Linked DNA regions of Danio rerio: all the other regions are linked to region 3. A link is a contact called in public Hi-C and HiChIP or PLAC-seq data. All regions are on one chromosome and are shown on one strand. Each heading gives the region's core, a stretch centred on a gene start, on an enhancer-like site or on the middle of the called end of the contact. The rest is flanking DNA. Distances are from core to core; before and after follow the strand shown. Region 1 holds the start of glsb (glutaminase b). Region 2 holds the start of ctdsp1 (CTD (carboxy-terminal domain, RNA polymerase II, polypeptide A) small phosphatase 1). Region 3 holds the start of mfsd6b (major facilitator superfamily domain containing 6b).

Evidence for each region. Hi-C and Micro-C count contacts between places; a contact is called where the count stands out from the background. HiChIP or PLAC-seq counts read pairs in DNA pulled down with a chosen protein or histone mark.
Region 1: a Hi-C map of hematopoietic stem cells shows a contact between it and region 3, with 4 times the contacts expected there. The contact joins the promoter of glsb here to the promoter of mfsd6b in region 3. A contact is called at or near these places in 1 of 18 Hi-C or Micro-C datasets (hematopoietic stem cells) and 1 of 4 datasets of contacts at active chromatin or transcription factors (caudal fin).
Region 2: an H3K4me3 HiChIP or PLAC-seq map of embryo shows a contact between it and region 3, with 4 times the contacts expected there. The contact joins the promoter of ctdsp1 here to the promoter of mfsd6b in region 3.

The regions. Positions count from the first base shown.
Region 1 is chr9:43,079,350-43,082,859 of GRCz12tu, forward strand. glsb (glutaminase b) reads right to left here and starts at 1,268. Exons shown (of 18, transcript XM_688079.11): 1 at 862-1,268. The coding sequence starts at 1,145.
Region 2 is chr9:43,418,284-43,421,709 of GRCz12tu, forward strand. ctdsp1 (CTD (carboxy-terminal domain, RNA polymerase II, polypeptide A) small phosphatase 1) reads left to right here and starts at 1,619. Exons shown (of 7, transcript XM_021479012.3): 1 at 1,619-2,014.
Region 3 is chr9:43,235,667-43,238,718 of GRCz12tu, forward strand. mfsd6b (major facilitator superfamily domain containing 6b) reads right to left here and starts at 1,462. Exons shown (of 7, transcript NM_001328216.1): 1 at 1,167-1,462.

The DNA.
Region 1 (3,510 bases), core at 18-2,517, 160 kb before region 3:
TGCCCCAGTGACAAGGGTTTGTACCTATTTTAATACAACATTGCACCATTTCTTCTAAGAGTGTAGAGTTTAGTAAAACAGTGTTATCCCATTTCAGCCCTACATTATTAAATGAAATGCGTTATCAGTGTTATCATATTAGAAACAAATCCATCTCTAAATATTTTTTAAAATCTTCTGAAGTCCTACCTGGATTAATCATGTGAATGTTTTGTGTAAATTTTAATTTGTGATGTTTTATGTGTCTAATTTTGTATCTGAAACTTTTTGTGCTGCCATTTTGGGGTGCATATCTGAATGGGAAATTCATGGTAAAATAAAAAGATAAATAAAAATAAATAAAAAGGGGGCGTATTCCATCAGTGTTAAACCAATGAAATGCTTATTCACAGTCCACACTAGAATACTATTGGCTTGTTTAGTATGTAATGACAGATCAGAAGTCACGCTTCAAAAAAAGAGGACACACTTTAAGTGAACGGAAAATACGAGTCAGTGCATGGAAGTCAGCTTCACTCACGAATAAAAATCCGTTCAAAAACATCACATATGACAGATCTAGCTTGTATGAATGCCCTTCACATTAATAGGGAGTGTCCCATTTCCAGAAACGTTGCATACTCGTTCAAAACCAAATAAAATCGGTATTATTATACTTTTATCAATCATGTTTAATAACAATATTACTACACATGTTCTCCATCCACTTGCTGTAAAAGTGTACACACAGCGCCACGTTGCCAGCCATTCATGCGTATTTTGGCGCGTGTGCTGCACACATGTAATAGACACCAGATCAGTAACGTTTATTTTCTCATGCGTCATGATCAACTGACAAAATAAATAAATAAAAATCCGTACTTATCTGCCGCCGCTTCCTGGACGGTCTCATCTTTCTTCGCTGTCTCAGTGGGTTCAATCGCTCCCTCGGTCTTTGTACATAGGAATCTTCTCCCAGCTAAAGGCTGAATGAAACACCTTCCATAATGGACAATGTTTAGTTTAGATATTCTGCCATTATTAGCAGCGCTGAAGCAGTACGCGTTAGGTAAAGTCTTTTTGTGCCTAATAATGTCCGACAACAAACGCTTAGGGCTGGTTTGAATCAACTCCTTCAGCACAATTGAAGCCCTAAACTGTAACATTTCAGTTCTATCGAGCTACTTCAGTTTTAATGTCTTTATTTTTAATAATACTAGAAGACAACTTGTAGTTCTGGAAGCCACGGCACTGTCAATTCCCACACTTTGCGCACCTACTGAGTCTGTGAGGATCTTTTTAATGACGAACGCCGAGCAAACGCACTCGTACACGCCCACCTAACGTCCTATTGGGCGGCGTGATAATATATGCAAGTATTCTCTCACGTCATTGGCTGAATTAAGCATGTTTCATTTTTGATGGCCATGCATCACATCCTGCAATGACTCACTTCGGCCAGCGTTGGGTTTGACTTTGTAGTGACGTTTATTTGAGAAAACTTGTGTGGATGATGCTTTAAGTACATTTATCTTTTTTTTCCCATATACATCATAAACATAACGTTATACTAGTTAGTACAATAACTAATTTTAACATAAGTCGTTTAAAGAGCAAAACAGTTGGTCAGAATAACAAATGTTTTATTTGTGGTGAAAAAATGCTTTGTTAATTGTCTAAAAATTACATATGTTTGTTACTTTATCTTATAAATAGTACTACGTTGCAGGAGTTATTGTAAAAAAATTACTTGAAATGTCATCAGTACTTTACACGTTTAAAAACATTGTCTTAAATAAAAAACTTAAATAAAAATAACAACATTTATAATATGCCCTTTTACTTTTAATTTGATATTTATTTTCATTGTATGACATCTATGATTTGTACAAGCCATTATGGATGATAACAAGACATCTCTGAATGGTTCAAGTCATTATTCTCTCATGTAAAACTTTTTCTCTTTTGGTATGTTTGAGATAGATAGACGGATGAACGGACGGACGGACGGACGGATGGACGGACGTAGACAGACAGACAGACAGACAGACAGACAGACAGACAGACAGACAGACAGGCAGGCAGGCAGACAGGCAGATAGATGCACAGAAGGAAGGAAGGAAGGAAGGAAGGAGGGAAGGATGGATAGATGGATGGATGGATGGATGGATGGATGGGTGGATGATAGATAGATAGACAGACAGACAGACAGACAGACAGACAGACAGACAGACAGACAGATAGATAGATAGATAGATAGATAGATAGATAGATAGATAGATAGATAGATAGATAGATAGATAGATAGATAGATAGATAGATAGATAGATAGATAGATAGATAGATAGATAGACAGATAGATAGAAAGCACTTGATGCAATAATCTGATGCCTGGAAATGTTAAAATAAGAAGGAACCAGGTGAGAAGCTTGCTGACAACAAAATAGGATTGAGGCATGTTTTAGAGAAAGCTGCTTATCTCTAGCGGCTGCAAAATAAAGAGCTCAGCTCTGCAGGAAGCTCAAGAAAACTCTGTGTGTTTAATATAAAGAGAAAATGAAGGCACTTTGAGCATTTCAGGTGTACATATGGGCTTGTGCAATCATTCAGTAACAGTTCAAGGAGTTAAGCAATCTCTGTTTATACATAAGAAGCCATCACTATAGACTAAAATAGCTTTTTTTATGGGCTGAGATTTTATACTTCATTTAAATCACAACCCCATAAATTCCATGAAGTCTCCATGAACTCACACACTTCATTACAAAGGGTGCTATCAGGCCAATCTCAGAAAAATTTACATCAATGTAATGCATTTGACCTTAAGTTTCCAACAGTGTTGACATTCAAAGCTGATTGGTTTGATTCATGATCTGAAATCTTTTATTTATATATATTTTTTTCTCCCTTGAAATGAAATGAGAAAACTACTTCTGTAACCCAGGATACAGGAAAAAAGTATTATGCTTAAAAATAGACCAAAAAAATACAGACAAGTAGTTCTGAACGCCCTTGAAAAGAATGATGATATGAGTCACTGAGGCCTGTATTTCTAGAAACTTCTAAATTTTGGCCTAAAACAAGGGAAAATGTGTCGGTTTGCGCCCTCTACTGTCTCAAAGGAGAAATTCTAGATCAAATCATGATTTCACTCTTCACAATCACAAGAAAACGATGCATGAGCACCGATATAGTGAAATGCTGCCATCTTCTGGAGAATTTGTACAATGTGGTTGTAAAATAGATATCAGTTTTTCTCTGTCGCTTTGGTGCATTCCTCACAACACTAGTGCATTTCTGCACAACAGTTAATGCATTTCTCAAAACAATTAGTACAAACTGCAAATATTAGCTGATAACCTGCAAAAGCACGTCACTTGCGCAAAATGGAGAGCTCATTCCTCAAAAGCAAGTATTGATGTCAATGAAAGTGTCAATGTCATCAAGATGAAAAATCCTGACACTATTGTTTATGAACAAGATAGTCAAATGGCTTTGTCATGTTTTCTTTTACTCTGTACATTTTTTTAT
Region 2 (3,426 bases), core at 369-2,868, 180 kb after region 3:
GTGAAAGAACAAAAAAAGGAGTATTATTGTAGCGTAAAAGTATTTCATACTGGAGGTCTGAAGGGAAATTGCACAATAAAACAAGAAATTATTTCCCAGTGGTGGGTTGTGGCTAGAAGGGCATCCGCTGCATTAAACAAATGCTGGATAAGTTGGCAGTTCATTCCACTGTGGAGAGCCCACATTTATAAAGGGACTTAGTCTAAAAGAAAATGAATGAATAAACAAGAAATTATTCAGTGGACCCCTCTAAATGATAAAATTAATGCAAATACATGTATTTATTTCTTTTGTTTATTTAATGTAAATATATTTATAACGTAAAGATACATCGTTACCATGTTCTTATTGAATGAATAATTGTTTATATTCTTAAAATGCAGTTTAAAATGCATTTTAAATCTATGATGTGTGTTTTACCATGTTAAATATTTACGTTCCACATAGCCTGTAGTTACAGTATTGCAGGACCCCTAGGCTACAATATGCACAGCTTAGAAGTATTATAAATATATGTAGTAATTATAATTAATAATTAATGCAATATGCAAATTTATAAATGCATGCGGTCAACCCAATGGTTGAGTTAAATATTGGGTGCTTTGTTGGATTATTTAATAATAACTCAACAAGTTGCCTAAAATATTTGGTGCTTTGTTGGGTTATTTTAACCTTTATTAGATTATTTATTTATTAATTCAACCAGTAGGGTTGAAATTTTTCAATTTCACCAATTAACTGACACAGAAGAGGTGTATTATTTTGAGTACGTAATGTTGTTTTTGCATTATAACGTATATTTAAGCTCTACTGCAAATAATGTTGTTGTTGTTGTTGTTATCAAATTACCTCTCCATGTTGTATGTTTTTTTACCAGCACTCTTAATTGTTGATAATACAAACACGCACTTCCGATTTATATTAAATGGATAAAAAGGTTTAAGTGTCTGGAACTTAAAATGTAAGGGAGATAAAGCCTTTTTAATATTTTTGTATGTTATTTATTTACACAGCCATATTTATACAATTATAGTAATAGTAATACCAGAATATTTTTTTTTAAAATCAAAACAACCCAATGCATTGGGTTAAATTTTATAACCCAATGCACTGTGGGAAAATAACCCATAGTTGAGAAGGTGCTATAATAACCTATATGGGATATGGGTTATATGTTGGGGCATTTTTAACCCAAGTAGGCTATATTTAATAAGATGTGGTATAGGTGAATTGTGTAAGCTAAATTGTCTGTGGTGTTTGAGTGTGTGTGAATAGGTGTGTATAGGTGTTTCCCAGTCATGGGTTGCAACTGGAAGGGCATCCGCTTTGTAAAATGCTGGATAAGTTGGTTCATTCTGCTGTGGCGACCCCTGATGAATAAAGGGACTTAACCGAAAAGAAAACGAATGAATGATGAACGTTTGTGGGGGTCAATAAAATATTGGAGGAACTTCTATAAGTGTTGTTTTAGTGGAACAGGTATGCAACTCGCTGATATATTGCTTCGGAATCGTGACATATTTCACATTCATAAACTTTGGACCTTCAAAAAGATGCTTAGTTGGTTCTTGCTGGAGTGTCGTTGCCCCTTTAAGAGGAAGGGCGCCTTGAAACCACCGAGTTCCATGTTTGTATGTTGAAATTGAGAGCAGAGCCGAACTCCATGTTGTGAAAAGTTATCATCAAGGAACTAAACTTTTTATCATTATTTTTATTCCGTTTTCTTTTTGTCGTCTAACTTATAACAGCACAGACATCGCAACCTGCCTCGAACGGTTTTCATTATGACTTCTTTTAAGCGGTAAAAGTCTTGTGGATTTCTGGGGGCATTTGCAGGGAGTTTTCTTCATCTTTTTTTTCAATTCAATCGTAGCCAGCGGAAAGATTTTAATACGGAAAACCTTTTTAAGTGTCGATTGTACTGGCTTTACGGATCTCATGGACCACCCGTCCTCCTCGATCATCACACAAGTGAACAGAGATGAAGAAGCGACTGCTCCTTTGCGCGACAGAGGTGAGTTGAGAGAAAGTTTGCAGTCGGCGCATGTCAAAAACTCCTTTGAAGAATGTTTGGCGCGCGCGGCGGCCGCTTGATACAAAGTTCCATCCTCAAAGTGTCATCTTGCTTCGAGTGTAACTAAAACTTCAATCGCACATTTCCGCACATCAAAACACTACAGAAACATGCCAGATCCACTTCTCGAAAGTGGATGACAGTTGATGCACTTTTAATTCAGGTCACTGTTATAATAATAATACAATGCGCATTCATCAAAGACGGCTAGCTTAATATGTACACCGTTAACTGGAGTTTTATTAAAATAAAGACTTTTATTTATTTATTTATTTTTATGTAAGTGAAGGCTTTAAGAATAAGGGGGCGTGTCCATGATGACATGTGACGTATGAGGGAAGGCTGTAACCCTTGTTTACTTCGTAGTGTGTGCTGTAGTGCAGAAGCCAACCTGTCTTGAGTCATCTTCATGCTTTTGTGTGTGTGCACTGAACTTACAATAAACGACTCTTCGGGCGGCAGGTTATCATGAGACAAGATTGCATAGAATAGGGATTGTTTGTTAATAGCAGACTCCTAGCTTTGCTTGTCTTATATCTCTTGATGTTCAGATTAAGTCTTTTTTTTATATGGTGTTAATTCAAGAATGTCAGTGAATATATTTTTGTGGTGTTTATTGTACTGAAATAGTTTAGTGTTTGTCGCTGTGCAGTGTTGTGAATTGTTTTAATGTACTAAGCTTGTGTGGTTTGGTTGTGCAGGTGAATGTGCAAAAGACCTATAAGATGGAAATACTTTGTTAGTTGAAAGGCCATGTTTTTTGCATTTCAAGCTATCCTTTACCCAAAAATAGCATGCATCTGGAAAGTATTCATAGCTTCACTTTTTCCACATTTTTTATGTTACAGCCTTATTCCAAAAGGGATTAAATTAATTTATTTCCTCATAATTCTACACACAATACCCCATAATGACAACGTGAAAAGATTTTTTGATATTGTTGCCAATTTATTACAAACAAAAAAGCTGAAAAATCACATCCCATATTCACAGCCTTTGCCGTGAAGCTCTAAATTGAGCTCGGGTACATTCTGTTTCCACTGATCATTCTTGAGATGTTTCAGCAGCTTCATTGGTATTCACCTGTGGTACATTCAGTTGATTAGACATGATTTGAAAAGGCATACACCTGTCTACATAAGGTCCCAGGGTTGACAGTGCATGTCAAAGCACAAACCGAGCATGAAGACAAAGGAATTGTCTGTAGAAGTCTGAAACAGAATCGTCTTGAGGCACAAGGCTTGGGAAGGTTACAGAAAAATGTTTGCTGCTCGGAAAGTTCCAATGAGCACAGTGGCCTCCATCATCCCTAAGTAAAAGATGTTTGAAACCACCAGGACTCTTCTTAGAGC
Region 3 (3,052 bases), core at 212-2,711:
CACTACGGACAATTCAGCTTACCTAATTCACCTATAGCGCATGACTTTGGACTTGTGGGGGAAACCGGAGCACCCAGAGGAAGCTCATGCAAACACGGAGAACATGCAAACTCCACCTAGAAATGCCAACTGACCCAGCCGAGGCCCGAACCAGCAACTTTCTTGCCATGAGGCAATTGTTCTACCCACTGTGCCATCGTGACGCCCACGTCATGTTTTGTAAATCACAATTCTTGTTATTTACTTGTTCATGAAACCTGTCAGTTTCTAAGTAGTCTCATTTCAATGTTTTGGTAAAGTTGGTTTTATTTCCGCACATTCATTCAGTGACAACTTGTGACATGCTCTTTATATTGTTTACCATGGTACATTGAATAGTTGGTCTGAAATCACCCAAGTATGACTTGAAAACATCCTTAGCTCTATTTATTTGATCATGAACAATGTTGTACTTTGATAGTCATTTGCTGCTAATATGATTCCACTATTTAGGATTTCCAAAATAATAGTTATCTGAAATGATATTAATAAGGAGAAAGTCAGAAAATTTTAATTTAAAACCAACCTTACCTCAGTCATTTTAATAATGTTCAGGTTGCTTTTTTATACATTTTTATTCCATAACAAAGTAAATTAAATAATCGCTCAGTTTTTTTTTTTTTTTTTTTACATTAAACTATTTTGATACTGGTATTGGACACAAAACTGTTTTTAATTTTAAAAGAAGACAAAATGTACATTTCCTTTCCTTTTCTTTTAATTTCCTTTTTTCATTTTCAAACCAAAATGAATTTTTTTTTTCATATATTGTAGTTTGACCTCAAACTAGATTGATTTAGTAACTGCCCGTGAATAACCAAGCTCTGTCACTGTAACATAATATCAAGTATATTATAAGTAGAAATAATGTTGAATTTCAGGTTGTACGAGTATAAATTACATAGTTAAGAATGCAATTTTGGAGATTGTATTGAAGAATGAAGATTGCTGTAGGTGCAGTCAACATCCAAAACCACATATATCACAATAAACTTCTAAGGGTGTGTCCCTGGCTGAAACTAACACACACCCTAAATATACATTAACGTTGTATATTGCACGAAAATGTACATGCACACAAAAACTGCTGATTATTGGTCTTTGACGCATGGTGTGGCTTAACTTACCCGGTTGTTGTGTGGAAGTTTTTGTTATTTCAGTGTCTGGCGTTGAAGGAGGACGATCCCTTCAACAGACTGCTCTCCTCTTCCAACCATCATTTTATCACCATCCTGGTTCCTGTTCACTTTCTGTGAATAATCACAAAACATCGAAGTATTCCCGTAGAGAAGAAGCGGCTTTATTGAACAGCCGTATTTCATCCGACCTGACGTCAGTCTCACACCTGCCTGCGATGTGCGCAGCAGCAGTGTCTGAGAGTGTGTGTGCTGCTCGAGGGACTGCCTTCATTTCTACTGATGTCACCAAACTGTGACACCCTATTTTATTTGTCACTTGCGGAAATTCTGTTTTTTTTTTTTTTTTTTTTTTTCCTGTACAGACTGTCTTGTTTAAGAGTCAGATCAGATGTTGATAATCTTGACTTTTAAAACAACGTTATGATATAATATAGGGCACTATATGAGCTTCTGAGTAGAGCAGTTTAATTATTGCTGGATTATATATGCATTTTAATATTTTATTCCATTTGTGGGCTTCTTAGTACTAATTTGTTGTTGTTATTATTCAGCAAATCCATTAATTTATTTAGACTAACGCTAGAGATTGTGATAAAACAGCGACATCTACCGGCGCACAATAAAGCTGATGGACTAATCAGAGAGTTTACATCGTCCTATATAATATTATTCATTCATTCATTTTCTTTTTGGCTTAGTCTCTTTATTAATCTGGGGTCACCACAGCGGAATGAACTACCAAATTATCCTGAATATGTTTTACGCAGCGGATGCCCTTTTAGCTGCAACCCATCACTGGGAAACATCCATACACTCTCATTCACACACATAATACGGACAATTTAGCCTACCCAATTCACCTATTGGGTGTCTTTGGACCAAGTCTTTGCACTTGTGAGGGAAAACGGAGCACCCGGAGGAGCCGAGGCTCGAACTAGCGACCTTCTTGTGAGGCGAACGTGCTACCCACTGCGCCTATATTATATTATATTATATTATATTATATTATATTATATTATATTATATTATATTATATTATATTATATTATATTATATTATATTATATTATGTTACATTACATTATATTACTATTTATATTACAAAGTCTTATTATAAACTTAAACAAAAATAAAAAAGTGAGCTGACTCAAAAACAATGAGGTTTTTACATTGATGATTATGTATCATTGAAATAAATACAACACATAGTGATTAACAGCAGCATTTAACAAACTTTTCCACTAAAATTATTCATGGTGCATCTGATAAAGTGAACCGAAGCAACCGATTCACACAGGATTTGAAGTCTTTTTTTTTTTTTTTTTTGCTCAACACAATAAAACTAAACTGTATATTATAAAGTAATATACAAAAATATATGCCAGAGTGTACATAAAAACATTCAGTAATTAAAATTCTTATATATTTTTAAGAATATTATAAGTCTTTTTTGTGTTTTTATTAACAATGTTCTCCAAACTTGTGCAGTAGCCCTTAGTCTCTTGAAGAAATTGAACAAAATTTGGCTTTGATCCAGTCCATTTTTTATGTATATGAAACTTTCCCATAGTAATAAAAAGTTGTTCTAGAAAGGTCATTTTTTTATACGTATTGACATAATAAATGCAAATATCAAAATTATGTAACTTGAATATGATACTTGTTTTGAAAATTGAAAATGTTCCACATCCACCCAGAAAATCCTTGTGTATATACAATCACAAAACATATGGACATCAGATTCCTTTTCCATTTAACAAAAATCACAGGAATAATCAATATTCAAATTAAATCTCTCTAAAAACCTCTTTAGCTGGATAAATACAATGTTAAATTATAGATTGAACTTCTTTTACTCTGTTATTTATGTAATAT